3 separate regions of the Mus musculus genome follow, and regions 1 and 2 are each linked to region 3. Evidence: chromatin contacts called from public promoter capture Hi-C data. All regions are on one chromosome and are shown on one strand. Each heading gives the region's core, a stretch centred on a gene start, on an enhancer-like site or on the middle of the called end of the contact. The rest is flanking DNA. Distances are from core to core; before and after follow the strand shown. Region 1 overlaps Irak2 (interleukin-1 receptor-associated kinase 2). Region 2 holds the start of Ghrl (ghrelin). Region 3 holds the start of Ttll3 (tubulin tyrosine ligase-like family, member 3).

Region 1 (4,991 bases), core at 2,146-4,645, 290 kb after region 3:
AACTTCCCACTGAGCTCCCCTGGCAAGATGTGGCATGCATACCCCCTCCCCCAAGGAATTCTCTCTCTGAGAATTTTCTCTCCCTCCAATTATGACTGGATCAAAGTATATTTTCACTTCTCCCTTTAAAAATTAAAAAAAAAAAGCTCCCCTTCCCTACAACCTGAGCAAACTGAGTTACAAAGGATGTAACTGGGTTATAAAGGATGCCAGTGTCTGGGTTGGCCCCAGAGAGGCCAGAGCTTGTAATGGGAACAGCTTTAGAGGAGTCTAGGCCAGAATGAGCAGTGGGCTTGACCTGATGAGCGGTGGGGCCGGCCAGGGCTGGCATCTGTGGGGAGTAGAAGTCTGCATTTCCTGCATATTCCTGGGGCAACTAGGCCAATTTTCAGCTCCATTTCCATTTAATGGAGTGAGTGGGTTTCCAAGGTCCTACCCATTTATGGCTGGCTATTTCATGTTGAGTGTCTTCTGTGAGTGCCTCCACTCCACCATTCCCAGGGCTGACGCTTGCCCAGTGCTAAATTGTTTGGCCAGTGTGTCTCCACGGCAACCTCTTCACTTGCTTTCCCGCAGTGCCAACGTCTTGCTGGACCAGCATCTTAACCCCAAGCTGGCTCATCCTGTGGCTCACCCTCATCCCGACAATAAAAAGACCAAATATACCGTCATGAGGACTCACCTGTTCCAGGCCTCAGCTGCATATCTGCCGGAACACTTCATCAGAGTGGGGCAGCTGACCAAGCAGGTGGACATCTTCAGCTGTGGAATTGTAAGCATTTCCTCGTCTGCCCACAGGCTGGCTGTAAGCGTGGGGCTTGCGTGGAGTTACAGCAGAGGCTGCTGGACTGTGGCCTCCAGGCCAGATCCGAGACAAAGGCATCTTTGAAAACCGTTTATTTCACTTGCTCTTAGTCTGTGGGTGTGCATTATGTGTGGGGTGTGGGATGGGGGTGTAGTTCGAGTGAGACGCTCAGGTAGTATCGACCTCCTTTGGGATCGGCTCTCTCATGGACCTGAAGCTCACGAGTTAGGCTAGACTCACCAGTGAACCCCAAGGATCCTCCTGTCTCAGTCTCCCCAGGGCTTGAATTACAAGTGCATACCACAACATCTGGCATTTGTATATGAGAATCTCAGGATCTGAGCTCTCAAGTCCTATGTTCACAAGGTGACCATTCACGGACTGACGTATGTCCCTAATTTGCCTCCCCACCCCCATTTTTGGTACCGGAGATAATACCGAGACCCTCAGACATGCGAGACATGTGTTCTACCACTGAGCCATACTTCCCAAATTTTTGCAATAAGGTGTCACTGGGTCCCTGTGGTCCAGCCTAGCCACCAACCACGATCCTGCCTCAGCCCTTTGAGTACTGGAATTGCAGCTGTGTGCAACCAGGCCTAACTTCTATGGTCTATTTTACATGGCTTCTGAGTTATAAGTGATTTTCATGGTTAAAAAGGTTTACATAGCTGGGCATGGGGGTAGATGTTTGTAATCCCAGCACTTGGAAAGTCAAGGCAGGAAGATTGCTTTTAGTTCAGGCTAGCCTGGGCTACATAGCGAGTTCTAGGTCAACTTAACCTTGTGTCAGAAACTCTTAAAAAATGGTAAACAGGTATATACAGAAACTGTGTATGGTTGGTGATTCTGTGGGCTGTAGATGTTATCTCTCGACTTCCTGCTTCCCGTCCATACTGTTGGCCTACCACCTATTTCTCTGTCATGTTTCTTCATCACTCTTCCATCGGTGACCATCTACCTCTCCTGCATACCCTGCCTCAGGACCGGGTGCCGGGTGCTCAGGGCGTACTGTAAAGCGTCTGTAGTCTGAGCCTGATAGTCTGCTCAGTTCATCTTTAGGACACACTGAGTCCTGTTGATGTCTGCAGGATGGGTGTGTTAAAAGGGCTGAGAGGACGGATAGGTTTGGAAGATACTGTCGAGCAAAGCCAAGCGGGCTTTTCATTCCAGACTTAATAGGGTGCTGACCCTGTGACCTGGTTGTTGTGAACCCAGCAGAGAAGGTGATGCAAGCCCCTGCAACCCCACTTGACAGCAGAGCCTGGTTTTCTTGCTGTCTGTCTGTCCGACTTGGTGTTGCAAGACCACAGAATGTTCCACAGCATTGGGAATGTGACCCGAGATGCACAGTTTGTTGCCTGCAGCCAAACTCAGACTGTTGCGCTCAGGGCTTTGCATGTGCCTTCCTCCCTGTCTTGAACTCTGTCCTTCCTCTCTGTGACCACAGTCTTCTGTCTGTTCACATCTGCCTCTGGAGCCCTCACCAGGCCGCCTTCTGCCCTCAACTGGACCTCTGTGTCCCAGATTCAGTTTCCTTCTGCCCCTGGCTGGCCACTCTGCTGGCTCCCATTTTCCCCATTTGATCCCCCCCTAGAGTTTCCTGTGAGTGTGTCGGTGAGGCTAAGCAGCCCTACTTGGAGAACCAGTGGCTCTCTGGGAGAGGAGGCAGAGCGAGTTCTAGGGGAACCTAGGCAATTTAGGAAGACTATATCTCAAAACAAACAGAACAGAATAAAGCAAATGAAAACAAAGATTGAAATAAGTCAAAACAAAGCAATAGGGCAGACCCTCCAACTACCAGGCAGTATGGCCTAGTGCAGTCCAGGCACTTCCGCCATCTAACACCTGCCCACCCCATGTTTGGGCCTCAGTTTTGCCTTCTGGAAAGTGGGGTGTTAGTGGTGCTTATAGAGTAGTAATGGGGCTGGATGTGGTGGCAAATACCTTTAATGTCAGCACTCAGAAAGCAAAGGCAGGTGATCTCTGTGGGTTCAAGACCAGCTTGGTCTACAAAGTGAGTTCCAGGGCAGTGAGGGCTCTATAGAGAGACTTGTCTCAAATAAGTAAATAAGTAAGTAATTAAGTAAGTAAATAAATAAATAAAATTTAAAAAGAGTGTAATAGGATGTGTATATATGGGTATTGTAGTATTAGTGTGAGTGTGTGCATGTGTGCATGTTTGTGCCTATGTGCATGTGTGTGTGCATATGCATGTGCATGCGTGCATGTGTGTGCAGGTGTGCACATGCCATACTGCATATGGAGGTCAGAGAATAACTATCTGGAGTTGTGGCCTTTCTCCTGCCACCTTGTGGGATTGAACCCTAATAGTCTGGCCTGCACGCCAGTACCTCATCTTGCCCGCTGTTGTCTCAGTGTTTTTATGCTCACTAAGTGACCCTTGTCAGAGACTTGTTCCTTCCGGAATCACATGGCTGAGACAGAGGAGATGTCTATCTCCTGATTTGTTTTCCTCTGTTCCTTCCTGCAAGGACCTTGCTGACTGCCTCTTCTCAACTGACTGTAGACCCTTTTCTATGGAGTGCTCTGTGCTGCCCCCTCCTGGCCACTGTTGTCACGCTCCCCGTGAGCAGGGTAACCTCAGTGCCTAACCTGTGGTTTACTGCTCTAACTTGTTGCAGGAGGGTGTGGGAGAGACACCATTGCTGTTCATCTTGCAGCATAGCTGCTCTACCCCACGTGACACATGCAGATTCTGGCCCAAGTTTCAGTTCCCAACCCTGGGACTCACTTCTTGTGCAGAGCTGGACTTCCAGTCCAGGCTTCTGTGTCTGTCTCCCATGTCTGTAGTTTTATTTTTTGTTTGTTTGTTTGTTTGTTTGTTTTTTGAGACAAGAGTTTCTTTGGGTAGCCTTGGCTATCCTAGAACTAGCTCTATAGGCCGGACTGGCCTGGAGCGGGTAGAGATCCACCTGTCTCTGCCTCCTGAGTTCTGGGATTTAAGGTGTGCGTCACCACCACCTGGCTCACTCCTGAATCTTTTACACTGCTGAGAATCTCATGAACAGGAATGGCAGGCTTGCTCTTCGCACAGGTACAAATCACAGTTTCCCACTTGGGTGTTGGCTCAGGGCTGTGTTCCTCTGTGAGTGAGTAAAGTAGGTGGGGGTGGGGAATCCTGGTAGGGTGGCAAGACAATCAGGAACTCAAGGCCACCCTCAGCTACAGAGTAATGTCAAAAGACCCTTGTCTTAAAAAAAAGAAAAACAAAAAAAACAAAAAAACAAAAACAAACCAAAAAAAACCAACCCAAACCAAACAAAAACAAACAAACAAACAAAAAACCAAGAAAAGGGCTGGGCAGTGGTGGCGCACTCCTTTAATCCTAGCACTTGGGAGGCAGAGGCAGGCTTATTTCTGAGTTTGAGGCCAGCCTGGTCTGCAGAGTGAGTTCCAGGACAGCCAGGACTACACAGAGAAACCCTGTCTTGAAACAATCAATCAATCAATCAAACAACCAAACCAAACCAAACCAAAACAAGAAAAAGGGGCTGCAACATGGCTCAGTGGGAAAAGGTGCTTGCTGCCAAGCCTGACAACCTGAGTTCCAGTCCGGGGACCCACGCAGTGGGAGGTGAGCTCCAGTTCTCACAAGTTGCTCTCTGACCTCTGTGCAAGTGCCATGGCGGGTGAATACCAACACACACACACACACACACACACACACACACACACACACTCAATAAATAAATAAATTATTATTTATTTTATTTACTATTATTATTAAATAATAATAGTATTAACAGTAATAATATCAGAAAAGATGAAGCCTTTGTCATTGTCTAAGTCTTTTGCTGACTGTGTGTGTCAACTCTGTGTTCTCTCCTACCCAGGTATTGGCCGAGGTCCTTACCGGCATCCCTGCGATGGACAAGGACCGCAGTCCAGTTTACCTGGTAAGAGATCCAGTCACTTCGGGTTGGTTGGCTGGTATCCTTGGGCACACGTCCATGTGGGCAGGGAGGGCCTTGCCCACCACATGCAAAGTTCTCAGGCCTCAGACCAGAGCTCTTGGCATCCATGACATCTTCCCACACTGCCATTTTAGAAGCACAGCAACTGGCGCTGCCGTGTGTATGCAACTGCTAAGCCTCATTCTAGCCTTAGTTTTCTTCTTCTTTTCTTTCTTTTCTTTTCTTTTTTTTTTTGTGTGTGGGGGGTA
Region 2 (4,561 bases), core at 554-3,053, 330 kb after region 3:
CCATTGTTCAGGGCAAACTGGTCAGATCATCTAACTGCCAGAAGTGGCAACATTCCAGGTTCTTACACAACATGGAAAAGTGCCCTTTTCTTTGAATCAGGGCCCATATGTTTAGTGGGTACAGGTGGTTGGCATTCTGCCTCTAGACCTGATTTTGGGGGGGAAAAAAAAACTTGGGAAAGAGGTGGAGATTCAGGTGTGAGGGTAAGCAGGGTCACATTCTGCGTCCAGTGTGCTACAGTGCCATGTGCTCTGTACTCACTTTGCAGGCCACATGTTTGGTTTCTGTTGAGTATCACAGAAACTAGGAAATGCTGTTAATCCTAGCCGTGTGTGTGTGTGTGTGTGTATGTGTGTGTGTGTGTGTGTGTGTGTGTGTGTGTGTGTGTGTGTGTGTGTGTGTGTGTGTGTGTGTGTGCTCTTCCCTATGAGAACTAAGTACAGCGCTCTTGAGGCTGGGGGGCTACCTGCTCAGTGTGGTCATGGGTTGTCTCATAAGACTGTTAGTGAAGGAGCCTTGGTGAGTCAGGAAGTAGTTTTAAGTGTCACATTTCCTGTGGAGCAAGGGTTTGAGAAGGAGCCTAAGCTGGAGAGAGGGTGAGAGAGCAGGCGTTTAGTGATCTTGGCATTTGTCCTTGACCAGAGAGGAAGGTAGAAGGAGTGTAGTAAACTGACCTGATGGCCTTGGCCAAGGGAGTTGATCTTTTAACTTGTGTTTCTTATCTACAAAATTCAACAAGTGATGCCAGCTTATTTAGCTCATGGGGTCTTGTATAGAGAAGTGGTCCATGATAAAGGTAGAGAACAGGCTGGGGTGTGGCCCCTGGCAGACAGAGCACCTGCTTAGCAATTGTGAAGCCCTAGCTCGTGTCTCCTGCTTCCCAGTTTATCATGGTTGCCGTGTTTAAAGATGAAGTTGTTGCATGCAGACAGAGTATAGGGACTGGCACTGTCAGGTGCTGCTTCCATTTCCCAGGAGAATCCTAGTTGAGCTGCTGAGAGGCACCTATGGTCCCTTTAGTCCCTTCTCCCAATCCAAAGCTGTTTGTGTTTTTCCTTAGCCCATCTAAGGTTTTTCAGAGCAAGCCCAGCTCTGTTAGGCCACACGTGGGCTGGCCAGCCTAGCCTGCACTAGCCTTCCTACCTCTCCATCACCAAGGCAGGCCTGAGAGGTCCTGGGACAAACAAGGCTTTCTTCTGTTTCTGTATCCATCAGTGCTTCCTGGCTCCTGTGATCCCTCAATCTGTTTTGTTTTTGCTGCGCATGTCTGCTGCTCCCTTGCTACCCTTGAAACAGTTACCTCTTGGGATGGAGACTCTGAGCCCCTTGTGGAGCTGTTAGTGCTGGACTCTAATCCTTGAGTAGCCTGAAAAGCCAGCATATGGCTTACCCTCCATACCCCAACCCCTTTACTGTTATAAGAACATGCTGGTGCCTGGGTACCAACCCTGATCTCCAGCTCCTCCTCTGTCTCTTCTGCTTGTCCTCTGTCCTCTGGGTGGAGCCAGCCTTCCAGAGCTCGTGGCTGCAGTTTAGCTGGTGGCTTCTTGGATTCCTTTCTCTGCTGGAAAGGAAAAGAGGGTTCTCTTTCTCTCTCTCTCACACACACACACACAGATCGGGGTAGATGTGGGGGCTTAGGGAGACAGACTGACTGACCTGGGCTTTCTGGTGCTCTGGGCTCAGGAAGCTGGAGCCTGCCATGGCCATGTCCATCCAGAGCATGCTGAGTAGCAGCAAACTGCAGATGGTGCCTGAAGACAGCATGGTCTTGGTGGTGAGGACAGATGACCTGGGGGAGAGAGGGTCTTCTGGTAGCCTACTTCATCTCCATGTTATGTGCCTTAGAATTTGCTCAGGCTAGAATCCAGCAAGCTTCTAGAAGTAAGGACTGCTGGACGAAGCAAGGCTCTCTTGTCACCATCTTTCAAGGGTGGGAGCTGAAGGCTGACCTCTGCTTTTTCAATCTTTGGAGGCAGACAGAGCCTGATGTGATAGAGGGTTGTCCATTTCAGTGTTGCTTGTCCCTTGCCCTCAGGAGCCTGATGACAGAGCTAATTAGGCTGACCAGTGAGCTCACTGACACTTATGAATGACCAGTGCTGAATAATTTAGACCCCGGTGAGCTTGCATGTTCATGCATACATATATACATATATACATATATATACACACATATACAGACAGCTAAGAGAGCTTACCTGGAATGCCTGGGGATGTGGTGCCTGCTCACCGGCTTCTCCTTATATAGGAAGCCTTGTGTTTGTTCACATCCGGTAGCCTCATCTCTTGAGGCTGTGTAGTTTGTGTGGGCAGTATTGCATTCCTTGGGAACTAAGTACTCTTTTTTTCCCCTCACTGTTGAAGAACAAACAGTGGAGGACAGGTGCCAAAGTCGGGACAGTTGGCTTGGGTGGGGCACCAGCTCCTGATTCTCCATGGTCCCTGTGTGGGCTTGGCCCTGGTGGTGGATTGGCAGCTGAGCTCTGAGGTCTTGCTTAGTTGTGGTATAACCTTGGCTTGCCTCCTTCCATGTGAGATGATGTTGCCACCAGGAGAACTTGTCCAATTTTGGACAAAATTGGACAAGATTTTGTCCAATTTTGCTTTGCCACTGAGGCTGTTGTGGCTTCTGCACACCGGTCACATAGAGACCTGCTTCTGGGGTGTTCTCGAAAAAGGGCTGCACTGCCATCCCCAGGAGCAAGTGTCGGGAAAGGTGCACCTGGTGGTTACACCTTACTGCTTGTCTGTGTCTTGCTTGCGTTTGCTGGTTGATTTTGTCTTATACTGTTGGGCATAGTCCCCAGGGCCTTGTTTTTGGTAGGCAGTTCTCACTGAGCCATTCTCCAAGCCCGTTCTGGTGTTTGTTAACCTGGCAGCTTTGCCTCTCTGTTCTCTGGCAGGTATCAAGGCTCTATCTAGCACAAGGAATGCCCATTGTGGAGATGCAGATGAGATAGACCTGGTATAGGAGTCCTGCAGTATAGCTTTGACAGGAGACAGCCCTTTGGATACCTTCATGTCTTAAGAAAAATAGGGCAGGGCAGTGGCAGAGGCAGGCCGACCAGAGTGTGAGGTCCAGGACTGCTAAAGCTAACAGAGAAACTGTCTCAAAAACAAAACAAAGAAATAGGATAGCTCAAGGGCCTATGTCTTTCTGGGGCAGTGTAGGCTCCTGAAGCAGTTTTCTGACCTGTCCCTGCTGCTACGGTGTTGGCGACATTGCAGTGGCAGGCTACTCTGGATGTCTAGTTAGGGGCTGTTGCCAACAGGACAAATAATTCAGAGCCCCATGATATCCTCACCTACTGTGAAGTTTTGGAGGAGAGTGGGCTCTGTGGGATCTCTTGGTGCAGGTGAGGTGTGGGCTGGGTTGCAACTCCTGTGAGGAGATAGACCATCTGGTAGAGGTAGCTGAAATCCCAACATCATATTCATAGGCCTGTCACCCACCAGAACTTAGAAACCATTTAGCCCTGGGGCCCAGGGGTCTAAAGGTGAGGTGTTGTGGAAACACTGCGGCCCTCCAGTCTGTGAGGACAGAAAGCCTGTGCATGGTGACCAGGCATCGGCTGAAATATGAAGCTTGTCCACTCAGCCGCTGTAAGCCTTTGGAGGCAGGAGGTGCTGGTGTTGATCTTAGATAAGACCACAAATGAACAAACACAGGTTGCTAACTATCTAGAGATAACTGGAACTCTCTAGTCACATACCTTGCCATCCAGAGTAAAGGTTAGCAGGGAGGATGGTCTGGCGATGGAAGAATGGATGGAAAAGGCACCAGAAAATATCTTAACGACCTGCCCGTAGCTATGGAAGAGGAGCTGGGAAATGTACCTTCATCCTGTCAATAGGAGCTGAGAGAGATTACATGGCTCTAGAAAGGACAACACCCCATTCTTAATAAAGCCAAGACCAAAACAGGTGGATGAAATTTCAATGTATGTATTATTAGGGTTCTCTAGAGAAACAAAACCGACATAATGAACATACGTATATTAAGGGGAATTTAGTAGAGTGATTTATAGGCCAACGATGGGTGTCTCCTGACAAAAGGGCCAAGAATCCATTAGTTGCTCAGTCATGATGTGGGATGTCAGATGGTCTTTTGTCAACATTTGAATCCAGAAGCAGGTTTAACACCAGTGAGCCATGCTTTAGCCAAGGGATAGATGAACTGGACAGTGAGAGAGAGGGCAAGCAGGCAAAAAACGAAAGCTTCCTTCTGTGTCCTTTTTATATGGGCTGCTATCAGAAGGTGTGGCCCAGATTTAGGGTGAGTGTTCTCACCTTAAATGATTCGATCCAGAAAAATCCCGCACAGGTGTGCCTTGCTGCTTGGGTTTTAGTTGACTGCAGATGTAGTAGTCATGTTGACAACCAAGATTATTTACATAACACATATATGACCATATTTAACTGTTAGGTCCAAAGTATTTTGTTTTAATGTGTGGTTAACAACAAGTCGATACTGAACTCTTACAGTGTTTAAGTCCAGTGGGCAGGCTCTAAGTCGTGTCCAGGCTTCTAGGCTTCTGTGCCTGCAGTGCTGTCGAA
Region 3 (4,570 bases), core at 817-3,316:
TTCTAGGCCATACTGGAAGTACACTGTCTCAAAATAAAGAGTATATGTGAGAGAGGAAGGGTGCTTTTTGGATAGGCAACAGAATATTTGCTGGGGTTTGGGGAGTTTCCCTGTGTTGGGATTGAACCCAGGGTCTTGAGCATACCGTGCAAACCTACCACCAGGCTATATCACCAACCGCCAGAAGGGTCTTTTGAAAAGATCAAGTAAAGGAAGGAGGGGTGGGGACTGCTTGACTGGTTACCATGCCTTTATGACACTACCTCTGTGACCTGCCTTATTGAATTAGTTTGGTCCTTTGCGGTACCTGGCTTTCTTTATTCTAGTTTTGTAGTTACTGTTAGAGGTACTCCTGGTGAAGGTGGGAGATCAGGAGGAAATGGCAGCTGGTCACTCAACCCTCAAAAGACATCCTTATTCTGGTGAGCCAGCTAAAATCCTCCTTTGTCATGGATTATCTCCCAAGGTCCAAAGTCCCTAAAACCAGATTTGCACGCTGAGAACAGACCAGATTGCTGCCAACCAACCAATTCTCCTGGGAAATTCCATTAACTAGGCAATATCTGTGATTGGGTTTGGCTGGACAGGCCGGGGTCGGGGAACCACCTTCACTCCAAAGGCACATTTGCTGACAGCTGGCTTCTTGGACTGCTTGAATAGACACTGGTAGAATTGACCTCTAAAACTCCATTTGATGCTTCTGAGCCTCCTTCCCCCCCAACACACACACAGCAAGCTCAAGTGGCTGAACATGTAGCTCAGTTGCTAGACTGCCATGAATTCTATCCCAACACAGGCATGGGCGCAGTCTAGTTGAAAGTCTGCCTAGGGTAAATGAGACCCTGTCTCAAAGGTGTTGGAATCAGAACTCTGGACTGGGCTTGGCTGTGCTGAGACAAGTTTTGTACTGACTTGGAGTCCTGATGTTTACATTTTCTGTGAGTTCCTTGGTCACTTACAGACTTGGCCAGAGTGAAGCATAACTTCTGCGTCTTTCCATTTCTTCAGTTGGTAAAAGTGATTTATTTTTACTTTTTCCAGTTAGTGGAAGAGGCGGAATGTGCTCTGACCCTTATCTTTGTCATCCTATACACAACCTTGGCTTTATTATTTATCCCCAAAGACTTTACGCCACCTGCAGCCAGGCCTGCAAGGCTTATCTGCTGCCCTTACCAGGTCCAAGCCTCACCAGCTGCCTTTAATTTCTCCAAGAAAGATTCCCAGCCTCTAGTTGGCATGATGGTACACACCTTTAATCCCAGTAGAGACAGGCAAATCTCTCTACAGACTGAGTTCCTGGACAGATGAGACTACAGAGAGATCTTGTTTTGAAAACTAAAAAGAAAAAGATCCTTCGCCACTATGGGGCAGTTGCTGAGACTCTATAAACATTCACTGCTAGAATGTGCTTCCATCTCTTTCCTTGGTGGTTCCTATCGCCTTTGCATTTCTGCCTTCAGCTTAACTGAGAGGATATGCCTGACTACCTTACCTTCAAGAAGACCTTTCCCAGTTTCAGCTCACTGCTTTTCCCCTGTGCTTAAACCAACACCTTTTCTTTTCTTTTCTTTTCTTTTCTTTTCGAGACAGGGTTTCCCTGTATAGCCTTGGCTGTCCTGGAACTTACTTTGTAGACCAGGCTGGCCTCGAACTCAGAAATCCACCTGCCTCTGCCTCCCAAGTGCTGGGATTAAAGGCGTGCACCACCACCGCCCGACTTTTTATTTCTTTTGCTGGCTTTCTCCACACTCTGTAAGCTCTGTGAGATTGGGGTCCACTTGACAGCCCTTACCCCGGAGCCTCAGTGTGTGAGCCAAAGCACAGATAAGGAGCTCTGATGGTTTGCCCGAGTGCTTGGTTCTTCCATCCTCAGTGCCTGGCAAATCAAGAGTATGTGGCAAGTAAGGTCCAGAGCCAAGATCACTACGAAAAAAACCTTATTCGACTTCCCTAAGGCCACCACGCAGCTATCGAGGCCTCCACAGAGTCTGATTGTGCCTGGGCAACAGTCTCCTAGGAGACGGGAAACAAGAGGACGGGGCCCGAGAGGGCGCCAGGGCTGAGGCGCACTGTGGGGCACTGCGAGCTGGCTAAAGGCGCATGCAGGGTGTCAGCTCGGCGCTTCTCCTGAGCGCGGGGCAGCTGGGGCCCGGGGCCGCCTGGTACCGCCAGGAGGGCAGCTCCGAGTGTAGCTGGCTCCGGAGGTCGCAGCCATCCGAGCTCCGCACCAATTTCTCGTCCCGCTGGCCCTGGCCGCGCAACTCCGAGTCCCGGCGGTCTGAGAGGCTACAATGGCCTGGTCCCGCCTCCGCCAAGCCGGAGGTGGCGAGCTGTGGCGACAGCCGTCGGGATTACAGCTCATTGCCTGCGCGCCACCTAAGCAGCGCTCGCGAGTCGTCCATGCCCGGTGCTCTGGGCACTGTGAACCCCCAACCCGTCCGCACCCTGGTCCCCCCGACCCTGGATGAGCCCCTTCCTGATGCCCTACGGCCGCCTGATGGTGAGGCGCAGAGTGGCCCACCACCCCTGACACCCTATCGGCTTCAGGCAGAGGCCGCGAGGGTGGAAGGGATGGGGAATCTGCAATGCATTGGAGGTTGGGCGTCTGGATATAGGGTGGGGACAAGGGAGGGCGGGCACCTGAAGTCAGAGAAGTCCCTGGGCCAAGCCTCTAGCTTTGTGTTCCTGCTCTGCATCTCTCTGCAGATTCCCTACTCCTCTGGCGAGGACTCACCAAGGGACCTAACCACATGGGCCGACTCAGAAACGCCAAAATCCACGTAGAGAGAGCCGTCAAGGTTGGAGGGGATGGAGTGGTGGTGGTGGTGGTGGTGGCGGCGGCTACACTTACTAGTTTGTCATATCCTTAAAAAATAAATCCATAAAAGACAAACACCCACACACCCCTCTGCATTTGTATGCTTCTGTAAGTGACCCCCACCTCCATCCTCAGCCTTTCCTCAGAGCCATAGTCTTGGCTGAATTGTCACTACTCGGGGATCTTCTCCCTATCTCCCTCAGCCCCTTTCCCTGCCTTCTATCCCATTCCCACTGAGAAATTACTATCATCTTCTACCCTGGTGCCCAGCCAAGTCCTTGAAACCATTAAACTGCTTTCTCCTATTGGAATATTTATTACCTTGTGTTACAAATGGGCCCCACATCCCACCCCTGGCTGAATGGCTGGCTGGCTGGCCACACTGGTTTCCCTTGCTTGCTCCTTGGTCTCTGCCTCTTAAGATTTTCCAGATGTTCATGATCCCCTGGGTCCCTCTCCACAGGCCTCTCTCCTTGAGCTTGGGAGTCCAAGGTCACACTATGCCCTGTACTACTCTTTTTTTGCCTCCAACCCCCTCTGCTCTCCAACCCTGGAGATCCAGCCATCGGTTGGATGTCTCAACCCAGACAGCATGCAACCAGAAATCCATTCTTCCAGTCTCTTCCATCCATCAGCAGACTTATCCAACATCCACACCTCCAAAATTAGTCTCAGGACTAGCACCTCCTCCCCAGTGTTCAGGGTTCCCCCTTCATTCTGACTCCTGCAGTCCTTCAGACCATGGCAGCCTTCTGAGCCCCTGGGGCTGCCCCCCTCCTGCATGGATTCTCTATACAGTTGCGTGCAAACTTCCCAAGTCTCTACTTACTTCCTCCCTTATCCTGCTGTCTCTTTCCTCTTACATAAGATGTGAGGCCAAATGTTTGGGTCCCTGGGGCCCTCCACAGTCCAGTCACACTCCCTGTAATCTTGGGAGCTCTTATTTTTTCAGACTTCACTCTCCTTGGCCTCTCAGTTCCTTCTGACTTCCTGCTCGCCTTGGGACCTTGGCACATGCCACCTCACTCTGCTTGAACTGCCGTTTGCTCGGCTCTGCGTTCAATGGCTCGCTCCCAGTTTGCCTTGACCATGTATTCCTCTGGAAGCTGGGAGTAGCAGTATTAGAATGTATGCTTAACATGTACAAGGCCCTGGTCTCAGTTCCCAGCACCAAAACAGAAAGGAAGACATCTCTGCTCTGTCCCTTGACTAGGGTGTGATCTTGGAGAAAATGTTTAGCCTCTGTGTGCCCCCAGCATGTAATGAAAATGCAAACTGTTCCTAGTGGTGCATGTAACTGCTTCCCACATAACAGGTGCTCAGGAACTATAAGCTATGTGTGTTTCTTTTTCTCTTTGTTTATAAGCTGCCTCCTACTGGGATACCAAAATTCCCTGAAGGCAGACATCCTGTCTGGTTCACCATTGCCTCCCAATATGTCTGATGCTGAAGCAAGTTACTGCCTCTCACCTTACAGCAGAAGAAGATCTTTATGATTCATGGCCGATACCCAGTGATCCGGTGTCTCTTGCGTCAGAGGGGCTGGGTAGAGAAGAAGATGGTGCATCCCCCAGGCACAGCCCTGCCAGCACCCCAGAAGGATCTCGATAGCTCCATGCTGGGTGATAGCGATGCCACGGAGGATGGTGAGTAGGTCCCTTCTTATCCACGAGCTGTCCTTCTTAGTCCCTCTCCTTTGCTTCCCACTGGTCCAGGGTTGAGACCTTAAAGGGCTGTGGGGCATAGACACAG

Evidence for each region. Promoter capture Hi-C pulls out the DNA fragments that hold promoters and counts their contacts. Capture Hi-C pulls out chosen DNA fragments and counts their contacts.
Region 1: a contact with region 3 is called in a promoter capture Hi-C map of embryonic stem cells, with 2.8 times the contacts expected there. The contact joins the enhancer-like site here to the promoter of Ttll3 in region 3. A contact is called at or near these places in 2 of 39 promoter capture datasets (the C10 cell line and embryonic stem cells), 1 of 484 Hi-C or Micro-C datasets (CD8 T cells), 5 of 115 datasets of contacts at active chromatin or transcription factors (embryonic stem cells, extraembryonic endoderm stem cells and memory CD8 T cells) and 3 of 9 other capture datasets (adipose tissue, embryonic stem cells and liver).
Region 2: a contact with region 3 is called in a promoter capture Hi-C map of liver, with 2.3 times the contacts expected there. The contact joins the promoter of Ghrl here to the promoter of Ttll3 in region 3. A contact is called at or near these places in 3 of 39 promoter capture datasets (embryonic stem cells, liver and pre-B cells), 1 of 484 Hi-C or Micro-C datasets (bone marrow-derived macrophages), 2 of 115 datasets of contacts at active chromatin or transcription factors (embryonic stem cells and large pre-B cells) and 4 of 9 other capture datasets (adipose tissue, embryonic stem cells, liver and 1 more).

Annotation. Positions count from the first base shown.
Region 1 is chr6:113,678,071-113,683,061 of GRCm38.p6, forward strand. It overlaps Irak2 (interleukin-1 receptor-associated kinase 2), which reads left to right. Exons shown (of 13, transcript NM_172161.4): 9 at 577-772; 10 at 4,663-4,725. Among named protein-coding and RNA genes, the nearest start is that of Tatdn2, 16 kb to the right of the region's middle. Within about 2 kb of position 3,396, at least 72 of the 459 cell types and tissues checked have an H3K27ac peak or open chromatin away from gene starts, as enhancers often do. A contact at or near this core is called in CD8 T cells, adipose tissue, embryonic stem cells and 1 more, where this site is marked.
Region 2 is chr6:113,717,662-113,722,222 of GRCm38.p6, forward strand. Ghrl (ghrelin) reads right to left here and starts at 1,804. Exons shown (of 4, transcript NM_001379129.1): 1 at 1,661-1,804; 2 at 1,449-1,565. The coding sequence starts at 1,768.
Region 3 is chr6:113,390,397-113,394,966 of GRCm38.p6, forward strand. It overlaps Ttll3 (tubulin tyrosine ligase-like family, member 3), which reads left to right and starts at 2,067. Exons shown (of 13, transcript NM_133923.7): 1 at 2,067-2,500; 2 at 2,707-2,798; 3 at 4,296-4,464. The coding sequence starts at 2,101. It overlaps Arpc4 (actin related protein 2/3 complex, subunit 4), which reads left to right. Exons shown (of 6, transcript NM_026552.3): 6 at 1-51.